2 separate regions of the Ovis aries genome follow, and region 2 is linked to region 1. Evidence: chromatin contacts called from public Hi-C data. All regions are on one chromosome and are shown on one strand. Each heading gives the region's core, a stretch centred on a gene start, on an enhancer-like site or on the middle of the called end of the contact. The rest is flanking DNA. Distances are from core to core; before and after follow the strand shown.

What was found. A called contact is a pair of places that touch in the nucleus more often than the background predicts.
Region 2: a contact with region 1 is called in a Hi-C map of liver, with 3 times the contacts expected there. The contact joins the promoter of DEGS2 here to the promoter of EVL in region 1. A contact is called at or near these places in 6 of 16 Hi-C or Micro-C datasets (hypothalamus, liver, mixed tissues and 3 more).

Annotation. Positions count from the first base shown.
Region 1 is chr18:62,587,257-62,594,311 of ARS-UI_Ramb_v3.0, forward strand. It overlaps EVL (Enah/Vasp-like), which reads left to right and starts at 3,797. Exons shown (of 16, transcript XM_027957393.3): 1 at 3,797-4,325.
Region 2 is chr18:62,753,257-62,760,311 of ARS-UI_Ramb_v3.0, forward strand. DEGS2 (delta 4-desaturase, sphingolipid 2) reads right to left here and starts at 2,662. Exons shown (of 3, transcript XM_015102049.4): 1 at 2,517-2,662. The coding sequence starts at 2,598.

The DNA.
Region 1 (7,055 bases), core at 2,547-5,046:
GGGCCTGAGAGGAGGCAGTCACGGTGTAGATGCTCAATATAATAGACCCTGAACGAATGACTGGATGAGAGCAACTCGTGTTACATTTCAGGAAAACAACAGTTGGTTATAACTGAATCGGTCAAGGAGACTAATGGCATGAATGAGGATCTTCAAAAAAGAGCTGCCATGTCACGGCTGATCCCAAATGCCCTGAGACCACTGTCGTCTTCAATCCGGTGTCTGAGACGAATTAGTAATTTACTTAGGCTCGTTAAAGTAAACGAGACATGGTCTCATTGGTGAATCATCAAAAGCAACTGTGTTTCTTTTGATTATTTGCGATGAGTGAGGTTTGTTTTGGCAATCCCAAGTGATGGAGAAGATGATCCACAGGGCTGGTTCCTCAGGAGTGACTCCAGGCTGGAAAAACTTCTAGACACAGGGCGGGAGCATGGGCAGTGCTGGGCCTTGGAGACTGCAGTTATGTTTTTGTCCTCATACGCCTCACTTACCCATGCGCCCTCTCAGGGCCTCAGCTCTACCCTCTGGACAGGGAGGGTAAATATACATTTTTAGGATTTTTAGCTCTGTTATGTATCTGTAACTCTGACTAACCTGGACTCATCAGACAGCAGAAACCCCATCTTCCCTGCCTCCCCCATGAATGAGAAATCTACTCTAGGAGTGCCTGGGAACTGACCCTCCGGTAGTCAGCCTGGCCACGTATCCCACCCGAACCCTACTGTGAGGTCACTGACTTTGCCGAGCAATCTTTTCAAATTTAAAAACTGGTGACCTCCAGATACAGTTCATTCAGAGACCACAGGTCCAAAAAAATACTTTCTTTTTATCAGAAGAATGGAAAACATGAATTCATGCACTTTTAAGTTCAGTAAATGGGAAAGATGCTAATAGACAATGGTTTCAGGTGTCTGCACAAAGGCAAAGGATGAGGAGCTGTGAGAGTGAGGCGCTGGAGGTGGGCAGGAAAGATCTTTCTGGGAGCGGACTTTGTGTTGACTCTCAGGAGTGCCTACAAGATACTGTGACCGTAAGAAATGGAGGCTCAGAGAGGTCTGAGCTCTCAGGTAAAATGGAGCGCTCTGGCTTCCCAAGCATCCTTCAGCTGGTTAGACAAAGACCAATGCCCACGGGACTTCCATGGTGGTCTGGTGGCTAATGCTCCGAGTTCCCAATGCAGTGGGCACGGGTTCAGTCCCTGATCAGGAAACTAGATCCCACATGCCACAGTGAAGATTGAAAATCCCATGTGCAACAACTAAGACCTGGCACAGCCAAAAACAAAAAACACCAATGCCCATTCAGGGGGTAGTTGGGCCCGACTTAGGGCTCAAGGGGTCCCTACTTGTCTACTGAGCCCTTCCTGCAGCTCAAGAAGCCCTGTAACAAACATCATAGGCAAGAAAGAAACTTCCCCAGGAGCCTGACACAGGTGATTTTAGAAACTAGTGAATTCACAGATTAGTAAGTGATGTTGGGCCACTTTCTCAGTGTTCTGTGGCCCCAACACTTTACTGAGAGGAAGATTTGCAGGTCTTCTCTAGCACCCATATTCTCTGATGGACCTTAAAGGAACTTGAATGTCTTTACTGCTCTAGGAGATTGGTAGTTAAGACTCTTGAGAGTCCCTTGGACTGCAAGGAGATCCAACCAGTTCATTCTGAAGGAGATCAGCCCTGGGTGTTCTTGGGAAGGAATGATGCTAAAGCTGAGACTCCAGTACTTTGGCCACCTCATGCGAAGAGTTGACTCATTGGAAAAGACTCTCATGCTGGGAGGGATTGGGGGCAGGAGGAGAAGGGGACGACAGAGGATGAGACGGCTGGATGGCATCAACGACTCGATGGACGTGAGTCTGAGTGAACTCTGGGAGATGGTGATGGACAGGGAGGCCTGGCATGCTGCTATTCATGGGGTCGCAAAGAGTCAGACACGACTGAGCGACTGAACTGAACTGAACTGAGGAAAGGTTGGCACAGGCATGCATCCCTCACCTTTGGTACTAATGTTCTATAGGAAATCTGCCACCAATCAGTCAGTTCAGTCGCTCAGTCACGTTCGACTCTTTGTGACCCCATGGATTTCAGCACTATATATCCGCCATCAATATCTCCCAGCAAATCTTCCTCCAGCTGCAGACTCCAGGGCATCAGGGAAAGTGCTTGATCTAGTGGTCAGAGTGGGCCACATGCTTCAATAAACCAGGCCGAGAACAAACAGGTCAATGTCCTGGGAGGCTCTTCTCACAAAACTTTGCTATGAAGGAACCAGGGATGATCCTGCCTCTGCAGAGCACACTGGGACATCTCCAGGGGACCTGGGGCTTGTCCATTTAGGAATTTTTAGGGTCTAATAAGTCTCTTCTATAGCCAGTCTTGGCCCCAGTAAGAGAGACACAAATAAGGTTAGGAAGGGCTTAAAATCTCTGAGGCTCAGACAGAACTGTGGAGGACCAAGGTGCACTTTGAGTCTGAAGACATCGGCTCAAACAAATGGGGGAAGGAAAGTGGAGGTGTGACGGCCAAGGGTTAAGAAGTCTGAGTACAGGTGGATGCTGAGGGAGGGGACAATCACCACAGCAGATGAGAATGGACGAAGCAGATGAGAATGGACAGGCACTGGGATTCTGAATCAAAAAAAACCTTAGCTTGAGAACTGGCGCCACTACTTCCTGTATCTTGGGCAAAACCACTCGGTCCTCACTGCCAGCCAGGGGTAAATAGCGACCCCTTTGCTGCCCTCCTAATGCATGCCAGACACCGCTAAACGTTTCACGTGCTCTTGCTCGGATGCAATTGTTTAGAAGACAAATTTCATTGTTGCTGTGAGAGGAGAATGGGAGCATTAGTGGCGATAGTGCGAAAGCGCAACGCATGGTGTCTAATTAGATGCAGAAAGTCAGACTTGGAGGGTTTAGTACTTCCAGCAACGAGAATGGCTAACCTTCAGGAAGGGCTGGGGATTTAACAGTCAGAGAAAACCTGGACAACCTAGCGCAGCCGATGTGATTGTTCTCAAGTGTTTGGTTTGGGGGCGCCAGGTGGGGCTTTATGGATTGAGATCCTTCAGCTGTTGTTGATACTGGCTCCAAGCTACGACTCCCCATCCCAGCCTTGACTCTGTATTTACAAAGACAGGAGGTCGTTCGACGCCCTGAGAATCCAGGTGGCTCACTGGCTTCGAGCAGGCGGAGCCCACCGCAGGGCGCGGAGAAGATGGAATTCTCCCACCAAGGCCAAGGACGCCGAAGCTCTACGCTTCCTTTGTGGTTGGGGGAGGCGCCGGGCGCAGGGAGGGGGCGCCGCGCTCCAGGTGCCGCGCGGCCGCCCCGCCCACTTTAGCCCCGGCCCTCCTCCTCAGCCCCGCCTCTCAAGGCTCACGCTTACTTCTAAGCCCCGCCCCCGCCACATCCACCCATCCCGGCCAGGCCCCTACCGAGCTCCTTCTCGCCGCTCAAGGCACCATTTCTTCGAAGCCCCGCCCCTCACAATCAGGCCTCGCCCTAAGCCCCGCCCCTCGCGGCCAGGCCTTGCTCCCTATCCCCGCCCTCTAAGCCCGCCCCGGCCCGCCCCCTAAGCCCGCCCCGGCCCTCCTCCTCGGTCCCGCCTCTCAAGGCTCGCGCGTTCTTCTAAGCCCCGCCCCCGCCACATCCGCCCGTCCCGGTCAGGTCACTACCGAGCTCCTTCTCGCCGCTCGAAGGCTCTGTTCCTTCGAAGCCCCGCCCCTCCAGGCCGGGCCTCGCCTCAAGTCCCGCCCCCTAGGCCCCGCGCCGCCCCTCGCAGCCTCGGGCTCCGTTCTGCCGGAGGCGCGGGCTCTGGGGCCCCGCGCCTTTTGTGTGGTGCTTGGGCCGTCGCGCGCGCTTTCCCCTCAGTCTCGACTCCTGGGCTGAGTTCGCCCGCGCGCGCGCGCGCGCACCCGCGCGCCTGCCCGTCTCTCCGTCGACGGCGTCGCAGACGCCCGCGCCCGCCCGGGGACTGCGCCCCGAGTCTCGGGCGGGCGCGCGCGCTCCCCCCGGGCCGGCGGGACCCGGACGGCGCTCTCCCCTTCCCCCTAACCCCCGGCGGCGCGCGCACACAGCGGCCCGGGCACGCGCCCGCCAAGATGGCAGGGGCCGGGGCCCGGCTGTCAGGCGCCGCCGCCTCAGCCCGTCCCCGCAGCTAGCGGCCCGGACGCCCGCACGGAGAAGATGAGCCCCCGCTGCCCCCCGCAGCCCAGCGAGACGCGGAGCCGCCGCGCCCGGGGCCGGCTGCCCCGCTAACGCCCCGCGCCCCGCGCCGCGCCCCCCGGCCCGCGCGCCCGCCCGCCCCGGCAGCGACAATGAGGTGAGTCTGGCTGGCGCGTGGGGCGACCCGGCGGGCGGCGTGCGGAGCGCGGGGAGGGCCTCAGGAGCACCGGCGGTGGGGGGCCTTCGGGGACGCTGGGAGGGTCTGGGGGAGTCGACGCGGGCGGCGCCCGCCTGTGCAGCTCGCGGGGGGCTGGGGGCCCGGTGGGGAGGCGACCCCGCGGGCGTGTGTGGCCGCGCCCGGCCGCGAGCAGCACCCGCACTCTGGCCGCCCTCCCCCGGACTTCGTGCCCTCGGCCTCGGCCGCCCTGTGCCGCCGCCCCGAGCTCGCACGTTAAGGGGTCGTGTCCTTCCACCTGGAGCTGCTCGCCTGCCTCTGCTCCCTTTTTCTCGTCCCCATTTCCTTTCTTCTTGCACGCCACTAAAGTGCAAGACCCACAACGTACCATTCCGTGGTTCATTACCCAGCCAGGGGGGATTGATGGTTATCAGTTCGAGAAAAAAACATTGCCAGCACCAGGAACTCGAAATTCTCTTTCTCCAGAGGTCAGCTGACTTGTGCGGATAATCACTTCCTTGCCTTTTGTCTGTGTAAGTGTACCTTCCAAACATAATATCCCATAAACACTATAGTGTCTTTCGTTTTTGCCCGTTTTGTGATCTTTATATAAATGAAATACTCATGCAATATATAGTCTTTTGTGTGTCTGGCTTCTTTCACTCAAGGTGTTTCTGAAATGCATCCTTTACTTCAACTGCTGCTCATTTTTATTAATCTGTCGTATTCCATTATATGAAGATACTACATCTTAATCATTCCGCTATTTGAGGACATTTGTTTCTTAAACGTCAGCCGCTCAGTCGTGTCCGACTCTGCGATTCTATGGACTGTAGCCTGCCAGGCTCCTCTGTCTTTGGGATTCTCCAGGCAAGTGTACTGGAGTGGGTTGCCATTCCCTTCTCCAGGGGATCTTCCCAACCCAGGGATCAAACCAGGGTCTCCTGCATCGTAGGCTGATTCTTCACCGTCTGAGCAGTAGAACTTCTGGGTCAGAAGATACCTGTATCTTCCAACTTTGAGAGGTAACACCAAATTTCTGAAGTGCCTGTACTGGTTTACACTCCTTCCAGCAAGGGTATGAGACTTCTTGTGCTCTGCTTCCTTGTCAGCACGTGGTATTGTCAGTCTTCAATTTTAGCCATCCTGGTGATTGTGCAGGCAGCCTGGTGAGGTGTCCCAGTGTGGTTTTGGATTATGGTTTGTTGCAGACAGATGAGGCCGAACATCTTTTTATGTTTATTTGATATCTTTTACGAAGCATCTGTTCAGAAGTCTTTGGGGTTTACACATCTTTTTCTTCCTAATCTGTGGGAGTTCTCTGTCAAAGTCAAGAAGATAGTTTCCTGTAACATCTTACTGCCCTGCCTTTCAAAGTACAAGATCCACAGTCCACTTGGAAGTGACTTTTGTGTAACTTGTGAAAAGGGGGTCAAATTTTTCTTTTTTACCAGAACCATTTATTCCGCACTGTTTATAAAAAAACATCATCTTTTCCCCATCGCTTTGCTGTGCCACCTTCGTCATCTTCCAGTCTTCCATTTGGAATCATTTCTTTCCATCTGAGGAATTCCCTTTAGAATTTCTTTAGTGCAAGTCTGTGGTGACAAATTCTTAGTGTTCACAGATTTCCTTATTTATTCTTCATTGAAAAACATTTCTTGAGATATCATTCCCATATCTTAAAATATACCCATTTAAAGTATACAGTTGGGTAATTTTTAGTATTTTCATATACACACACGCAGTATTTTCACAGACTTAGGAAACCATTGCCACAGTCTAATTTTAGAACAGTTTCCTCCATTTTAGAAGGGTCTTTTCAGTAGTAGTAAAATTCTTGGTTTGACATTATTTTCTTCTAACACCTCAAAGATACCTCATGGTTTCTAACATCGATTGTTTTCTGTTGAGAAGTCATTTGTCTGTCGTTCTTTGAAAGTAATTTTTTCTCCATTTAAATTTTTTTAAAACTTACTAATTTTAAAAAAGATTTATTTATTTGGCTTTACTGGGTCTTAGCTGAGGCATGCTCGCAGCATGCAGAGCTCTTTGTTGTGGCATGTGGGATCCAGTTCTCTGACCAGGGATCAAACCTGGGCACCCCACACTGGGAGCTGGAGTCTTAGCCACTGGACCACCTGGGAAGTTCATCTGGCTGCTTGTGAAGTGTTCTCTGTCTTTGGTTTTCAGCAGTATTTTCTTTGCTGTATGGATTTTTTTTTTTTTTTTTTTTAAGATGAACATAACTTAGGGCTTCTTGAATCTTTGGCTTCATGTCTTTCATTAGTTTTTGGAAGTCTTGTGCCATTGGGACTGCATATTTTGCTTCTCTCCCATTCTCTCTCTCCTTTCCTTCTAGCACTACAATTATGCGCGTTAGACTATTTCACTGTATCTTCTGTGTCTCTTAACCTTCCTTCTGTTTTCTGCCTCTTTTTCCTTCACTCTGGATCTCCCCTCTCTTCTTTTTCCTATCACTTGAGTTTTTAATTTCAGTTATTCTATGGTTTTTGGTTCTTTAATTTCGATTTGGGTTTCTTTTTATAGTTTCTTTGTAGTTTCCAGCTATCTGCCAAAATTATCAGTATTGTCTTTCAACTCCTTGAACATAGTATGCATAATGCTTGAAGTTTATCCCATTATGGCAGTATTTGTAAGTCATTTCCAAAGTCTGTTTTCCTTGTTTGTCATTCATATTGTCTTGTCTCC
Region 2 (7,055 bases), core at 1,412-3,911, 160 kb after region 1:
CAAGTCACTTCCCCTCTCTGAGCCCCACTCTGGGGCCTCCCCTGTAAAGACAGGCTGACAGTTAAATGTAGGGTTTTTCTCAGGCTGGGAAACAGCAGATGGAAGAAAAGAGGAAAACAGAGAAGGAAGAGCACTCACTCCCGGTCCTTGGGGAAATCACGGAGCCTTTCTGATTGAGTGGTGGCAAAACACTTCCCCCCACCTCATGTAATCTGCACAACATCTCCACAAAGGAAGCACTATGATGAACCCGTTTAACTCAATCAGACCTCAGTTTCTTCATCTGCTTATTGACCCACCCAGCGACACAAAGCTGATGACTGGGTGTGGTCCTGGCTCAAAATCAAGGTCTACAAACCTTCTAGGTCTGGAAACCTGCCTCCAAGAGATAAAGACCTGATGGGCTGGAAGGGGAATCCCACGGGAACACCCTCCCCCAACCCAGGCCGGGAGGGGGCTGTTCCTGCAGGAGGGAGAGCTGAGCTTGAGCGAATAGGGCAGGCAGGAACCGTGAGTGCAATGCCTGGGAGGGAGGGAGGAAGACACATTCCAAGTTCGTTAGCTCAAAACTGGCTCTGTGGGGAGGAACCCGCAGCACCTACTGCAGAATGGGAATCTGCAAAGCGCCCTGGAGAGTCAGCCCTTGAGAACTTGTGCTGTCCCCGCCCTGGCCCAAGTGGCCGCCCTCTTCTCTAGGTCTTCCAGGGTTCCCAGCCATCCTGTCCAGGATGCTTCCTGGATTGGTTCCAGGGCCTGTGGCTTCTCTCTTCAGAGAGGAGTTCTTCTCCACGTCCTGGCTTGCTGGGTAACACACTGGAGCACCTTCTCACTCAACATCTCCTTTTATCCTCATACCCACTCTGCCAGAAAGGATGACTGTGCCCATTATGCAGACTGGGGAAGTAAGGCTGTAGTCCAGAGTGTCTGCATCCCTACAAGCAGCTCTGTGGGCCAGGCTACATCTCCCAGCCTTCTCCACCTGGGGCCAGGTGTGCATTGAGTCCTGTAAGGGGGGTGGGCAGCGGGGAGAGCCCAGGAAGGGGAAGGAGACACAGCCCAGCAGGACCCTCTGAGCCACCTGCAGGAAGTTCGCAAGTGCAGCAGACGATGCTGCCCCCGCTGAGGCCACACACAGTGCAGGGTTATCGCTCACCTCACAGGAGAAAACCACAGACCCACAGACCCACCCAGGGGTCTCCAGGCCCTGGAACCCCAGCAACAGCAGGGCAGAGCCCTGCATTAACCACTCAGTGCATCCGGTGTCTGAAAGGTTTAAAAGGAATAGGAAGATACTTCCCTAGTCTTGGGGTGGAGCAGGAAGACACAAAAGAGAAAAATCTGAAGAAAAAAATCCAATCTATTCAAATGCATTAAAAAAAAAAAAAGCTCTTGTGATTATAAAGGGAAAAAGATTTGCAATGCATTGTATTTACGACTAAGGGTTAAAAACTTCGATACAAAGAGTTCTAACAACCCAACAAGCAAAACTCCAACCCAAAAGAAAGCAAAACACAAATTTAAATGACCAATTAGACATTGAAAGCAATCATCAAATCAAACGTTAAAGTCGTAATGAAATAGTATTGTTTTGTCAACCTGTTTGGCAAAGATTAAAGACTTTTGCCAACTGCAGGTGTGGGTGAGAGTGTGGAATGGTGACCGACTTTAGGGAGGGGGACCGTGTTCACCTGGAAGCCGGCTGCAAAGGCGACTTGGTGGCACCGAGCAGAAGCTGCTCTGCAGGTGCGAGTCCTTGAACCCCTTATCGTGGGAGAAGGAACCGTACATTCTGGGTCCTTCTGAGAGGCTGATGGAGCCCGCAGGGTGGGTGAGTCCACAGGACGGGTGACCGTGTAAGTAAAAATGACTTTCCAGGACACTACATAACAGAGAGGGGCCACCAGACACTGGGCTACAAAATTAAAGGACAGACTCTGGTAAACCTCTGTTTGTTGTTTGTTTTCAGATAAGTTGTCTCTCGTTCAGCTTTGCTTCCTTCCAGGCGTTCATTCTGCCCTAAAGCCCGGTTTTGGGGCTGGGCTTGGGGCCTCTCGGGCGGGGCCGCTGGGACCTGGCGCTTGGCGCACAGGGGAGCCCAGGGTGCGGCGGACGACAGGTACCCACGGAGCTGCCTTCGCGGGGCGGGGGCGGCGCATCCCTCACAAAGACAGTCCTTGGGGCTGACCTGTGCGCCTCGAGTCCCGGGAGGGGCTCCTGTCCCACAGCCGGGATGGAGTAGCCGAGACGCGCTCCCCCGACGTACGGATCTGGGCTCGGGTCCTCGGGTCCCCAGTCCCGGGACAGAGGCAGAGACGCGAAGGGAGTCTCAGACCGGAGCTGGGGACCCTGGGCCGGGGAAGCTGCCGGACGGGGAGTGGAGCCCCCACCCTCGAAGCAGAGGTCGGGGAAGGCCTGCTGGGCATCCGGGCCGCGCAGGAGCGACGCCTCCCCGGGCTCGGGCTGACCTGGGACACCACACGGCCCCAGGGCTGTCCCCACTTGGGGCCCGCGCTCACCGAGCATCTCTTTGCGCCGCTGCGTGTGAGGCTGGTCCGTGTAGACCCACTCGAAGTCGCTGCGGCCCGCGCTGTTGCCCATGGTGGGGCTGGGAGCGCGGCTCTGAGCGCCCAGCTGCTGCGCAGGGCTCGGCTCCGCGGCACCTGTCGTCCTGCGCCGCACGAGGACCAGTTCGGGGCTCGGGGGCGGGGCGGGGGCGGGGCTTCGAGCGCCTGGGCCACCGGGAGGGGCGGGGTCTTGGGGGCGGAGCCTCAGGGCGGGGCCGGGGCGCCGGTGCCAGTCGGAGGGGCAGGCCCTCGGGGGCGGGGCCTCGGGCTGGGCGGAGGTGAGTCCCCGGGCCTCCGGGCGCCTCAGTTGCCTCGGGTTGGAAAATGGACTGTCAGTGTGACCCCGGGAGAGTCCCTGGGCCGCGGGGTGTGCGGGGACGCCCGTGCCCCCGGCTTCCCGGAGGCCCCATCGCGGCGGGGCGCCTGTTCTCTCAGCGGCCCAGAGCCACTCGCGCTCGCGCCGCCCCTGCCCCGACGGACCCGCCAGTGAGGTGCGTCCCCCCTCGCCCCGCCCCGCGGCCCGGAGCAGGGGTTGGAGGGTAGGGATTAGACGGCTGCGTTGTGCAGATGAAAAGAAGGGGAGGCTTCCCTGGCGGTCCAGCGGTTAAGACTCCGCGGTTCCACTGCAGAAGGCGTGGAGGCAATCCCGCATGCCCGCATGCCCCGCCTTGCAGCCAGAACGAACAAACAAAAACAGAAGGAGCTGGGGAAAGATTCGTCACAGCGATCCGCCCTGCCCCTACCCACTCCTTTCTTGCGATTAGCAGAGGGCAGGGGATGAGGCGTCTGCAGCTTCAGGGAGATGAGTCAGCCCCATCCCCGCCTTCAGGGAAGGCCAGGGACAGGAACATGGGCACGGAAGAGGCTGGTTACGACTCAGGATGATACGTGCCCGGACACAGGTAGGTCCTGGGACAGCCAGGGCACAGTCCAGGGGTTTTTGTCTTAGGTCTCAAAGGGTGAGTAGGAGTTCAACAGCTGAAGAAGGCCAAGGGCATCGGCGGTAGAGCCAATGGAAGATGCAAAGGCTGGGACTTGGAAGAACCCAAACCTTGTCAGAATAGAGTCTGGTTTGGGGGGAGTCGGGGCACAGGGCTCCTCATTTTCCTCCTTCCCAGGGGTCCCCCCCCATCCTCCTCTTGCTCCTTTGGGGCTTTGCATGGTGTGCCCTGTGTATTAGAGCCCGACCTGCAGGAGCTGCCTGGGGAAGCAGACTGACCTGGAAGTCAGAGGTACCACAAGGCAGGCAGGAAATGATGGTGAGCATCGCCCCCATTCTCCTGCAAGTCTGTGGCCACGGGTGTGGTACATTTGGCAGACCACCCTCAGCCTAGGGCCAGAGGCAGTCCTGGCATGAGATGACACGGGAAGCAAATATGTGGGCACACCGTGGCAGCCAGCCACCTGCCCCAGAGTCAAGGGTAGGAAAATGGGCCAGTGCGGAGGCTGGCTTCCCTGTCCAAAAGGGACATGCTTAGAGCCTTGGGTCACCACCACCCCCTGCACCACCCAACAGTGTCATCTTCTTGGCTTGCACGCCTCTGGAAACGGAGAGCTCGGCATCTCCCAGGGCAACCTGCTCTGCTCACAGCCAGAGGGAGCCATAGCAGTCATCCCAACAGCGGCCACTTTCAGATGGGTAAACTGAGGTTCAGAGATAAAGAGACCCTCAAAATAAGCTTCCCTGATGACTCAGACAGTAAAGAATCTTCTTGCAATGCAGGAGACTAGGTTCAACCCCTGGGTGGGGAAGATCCCCTGGAGAAGGGAATGTCAACACACTCCAGTGTTCTTGCCTGGACAATTCCATGGACCGAGTAGTCTGGTGGGCTGCAGTTCATGGGGATCGCAAAGACTCGGACACCAGTGAGCAATGAACACTTTTACTTTCTTGCACTTTTCAGAATAAGCAGGAAAGCTGGGACACGCCCCTGACCTTCGACTTTAAAGGCCAAAGTCAGAATGTCGGCCCCATGTTACAACCAGTGAGATCTGGGTCCCAGCTCTGCCCTCTGGGCACCACCATGCCTGCCAGCTCCCTATTCCCAGGACAGAGATCAGAAAACCACTCACAGATGGACCCCAGGACTCCGCCTGTCCAGTTGACACTTGCCCAATGGCTTCATTTTACAGATGAGAAAATTGAGGCCGAAAAGGGGACAAGTCAAAGGACAGACTGGAGAGACACCTGGGAGTGTAATAAAAGTTCATGACTTTCAATCTTGTTCAGTTGCTAAGTCATGTCCAACTCTTTGTGATCCCATGGGCTGCAGCACGCCAGGCTTCCCTGTCCTTCACCATCTTGTTCAAACTCATGTCTATTGAGTCAGTGATGCCATCCAGCCATCTCATCCTCTGTCGTCCCCTTCTCCTCCTGCCTTCAGTCTTTCCCAGAATCAGGGTCTTTTCCAATGAGTCAGTTCTTCGCATCAGGTGGACAAAGGATTAGAGCTTCAGCTTCAGCATCAGTCCTTCCAATGAATATTCAGGGTTGATTTCCTTTAGGATTGACTAGTTTGATCTCCTTGCTGTTAGAGACTCTCAAGAGTCTTCTCCAACACCACAAAAGCATCAGTTCTGCATCACTCAGCCTTCTTTATGATCCAACTCTTACATCCCTACATGACTACTGGAAAAACCATAGCTTTGACTATATGGATCTTTGTTGGCAAAGTGATGTCTCTGCTTTTTAATATGCTGTCTAGGTTTGTATAGTTTTTCTGCCAAGGAGCAAGCATCTTTTAATTTCGTGGCTGGCTGCAGTCACAGTCTGCAGTGATTTTGGAGCCCCCAAATATAAAATCTACCACTCTTTCCACTTTTCCCCCATCTATTTGTGATGAAGTGATGGGACCAGATGACATGATCTTTATTTTCTGAATGTTGAATTTTAAACCAGGTTTTTCCATTCCTGAGTAATCCCCAGTTCCCCAAGGTCAGCTTGGACCACAGAGACTCAGCTTCAAGACAGTGAACCCACTCAGAACACATGCCCTAGCCTCCCCACCACGTCTCAGGTCCTGGAAATGAAAGAAACTGCATATCTGCTTGCAATGTGGTATCCTACGTGGGATCCTGAACCAGAAAATGGGAATTAGGTAAAAACTAAAGGAATCTGAATAAAGTATGGACTTCAGTTGATGATAATGTATTAACATTAAAAATGTTCATTTTTCTTATTCATTAGATTATATTAATATCTTATAAATAGAATTGGGTGTAGAGGCTATGGAACCATCAATACTATCTTCACAGTTTTCTGTAAATCTAAACCAGGTGTTAAAGTTTATTTAAAAATGAAGCATAGGGACCTTGCTGGTGCTAGTGGTTAGGACTCCTCTCTTCCTCTGCAGGGAAAACAGGTTCAGCCCTTGGCTGGGGAACTAAGAGATTGCATGGCACACAGTGTGGGGAAAAAATTAGATAGTTAATTAAAATAAAAATGAAGTATATAAAATATACATATACACATATACCTATACATACCTACATATACAGATACGCACATACATATGCATATATATGTAATTGTTGTTGTTAAATCCCTAACAGCATTGGAAAACAGAGACTTTTGCGGATGGTAACTGAAAGGAAGCCAACAAGGCCAGCCACTCTTCCAGGACTCCTGCACCTCCTTCAGCCCCCACTTCCTCTAAGCTGGGCGCCAGCCCCAGTAGGGGGGCTCACTGACCCCCAGGAGGGACCCTGACCAGAGGCTTAGTCAGGGTGCTCTGGCATCTTCAGCTGCCTGTGAGAAGCAGGAAGCACCTGTGCCCATAAGTCTTAACACAGTGCTTGCTGCCCCAGCAGAAGTCCTCTCCCACCCCATGTTTGCAAAAAACAGGCCAGAATGCATTCCACACTGCACCTCCCCGCCCTCCCCAAAGCCAGCAGTCTATCAGCCTGTGACACGGAGCCAGCCAACACCGGAGGGAAATAACCCCATGAAAAAAGGGCAACCAGGGGCTTTCCTGGTGGCTCAGATGGTAAGGAATCTGCCTGTAATCCAGGAGACCCAGATTGGATTCCTGGGGCAGGAAGATCCCCTAGAGAAGGGAATGACTACCCACTCAAATATTCTTGCCTGGAGAATTCCATGGACAGAGAAAACTGGGCTACAGTCCATTGGGTCACAAAGAGTCGACAGGACTGAGCGACTAACACTTTCCCTTTTCACCCCAAGAATGGGAGGAACTTCACACCTGGGGAAACAGAGCCAGGTGGGGGAAGAGAACTGGATTGAGGAATGAGAGTAATGTCTCCCAGGAAACATAAAGGTCTATTCCAACCTGTTAAAATAAATAAACACACAGGAGATGGGTAGGTGCAAATTGCTTCTTTAAGAAGAAAAAAGCAAGCAGCAGCCAATCTCAGGCCCTCCCCCACAGGCCAGGGGTTAAGAATCTGTGCTTCTACTGCAGAGTTCCAGCCCTGGCTGGGGAACTAAAACCTCACATGCCCAACAGCACAGCCACATGTGCGGAGGGAAAC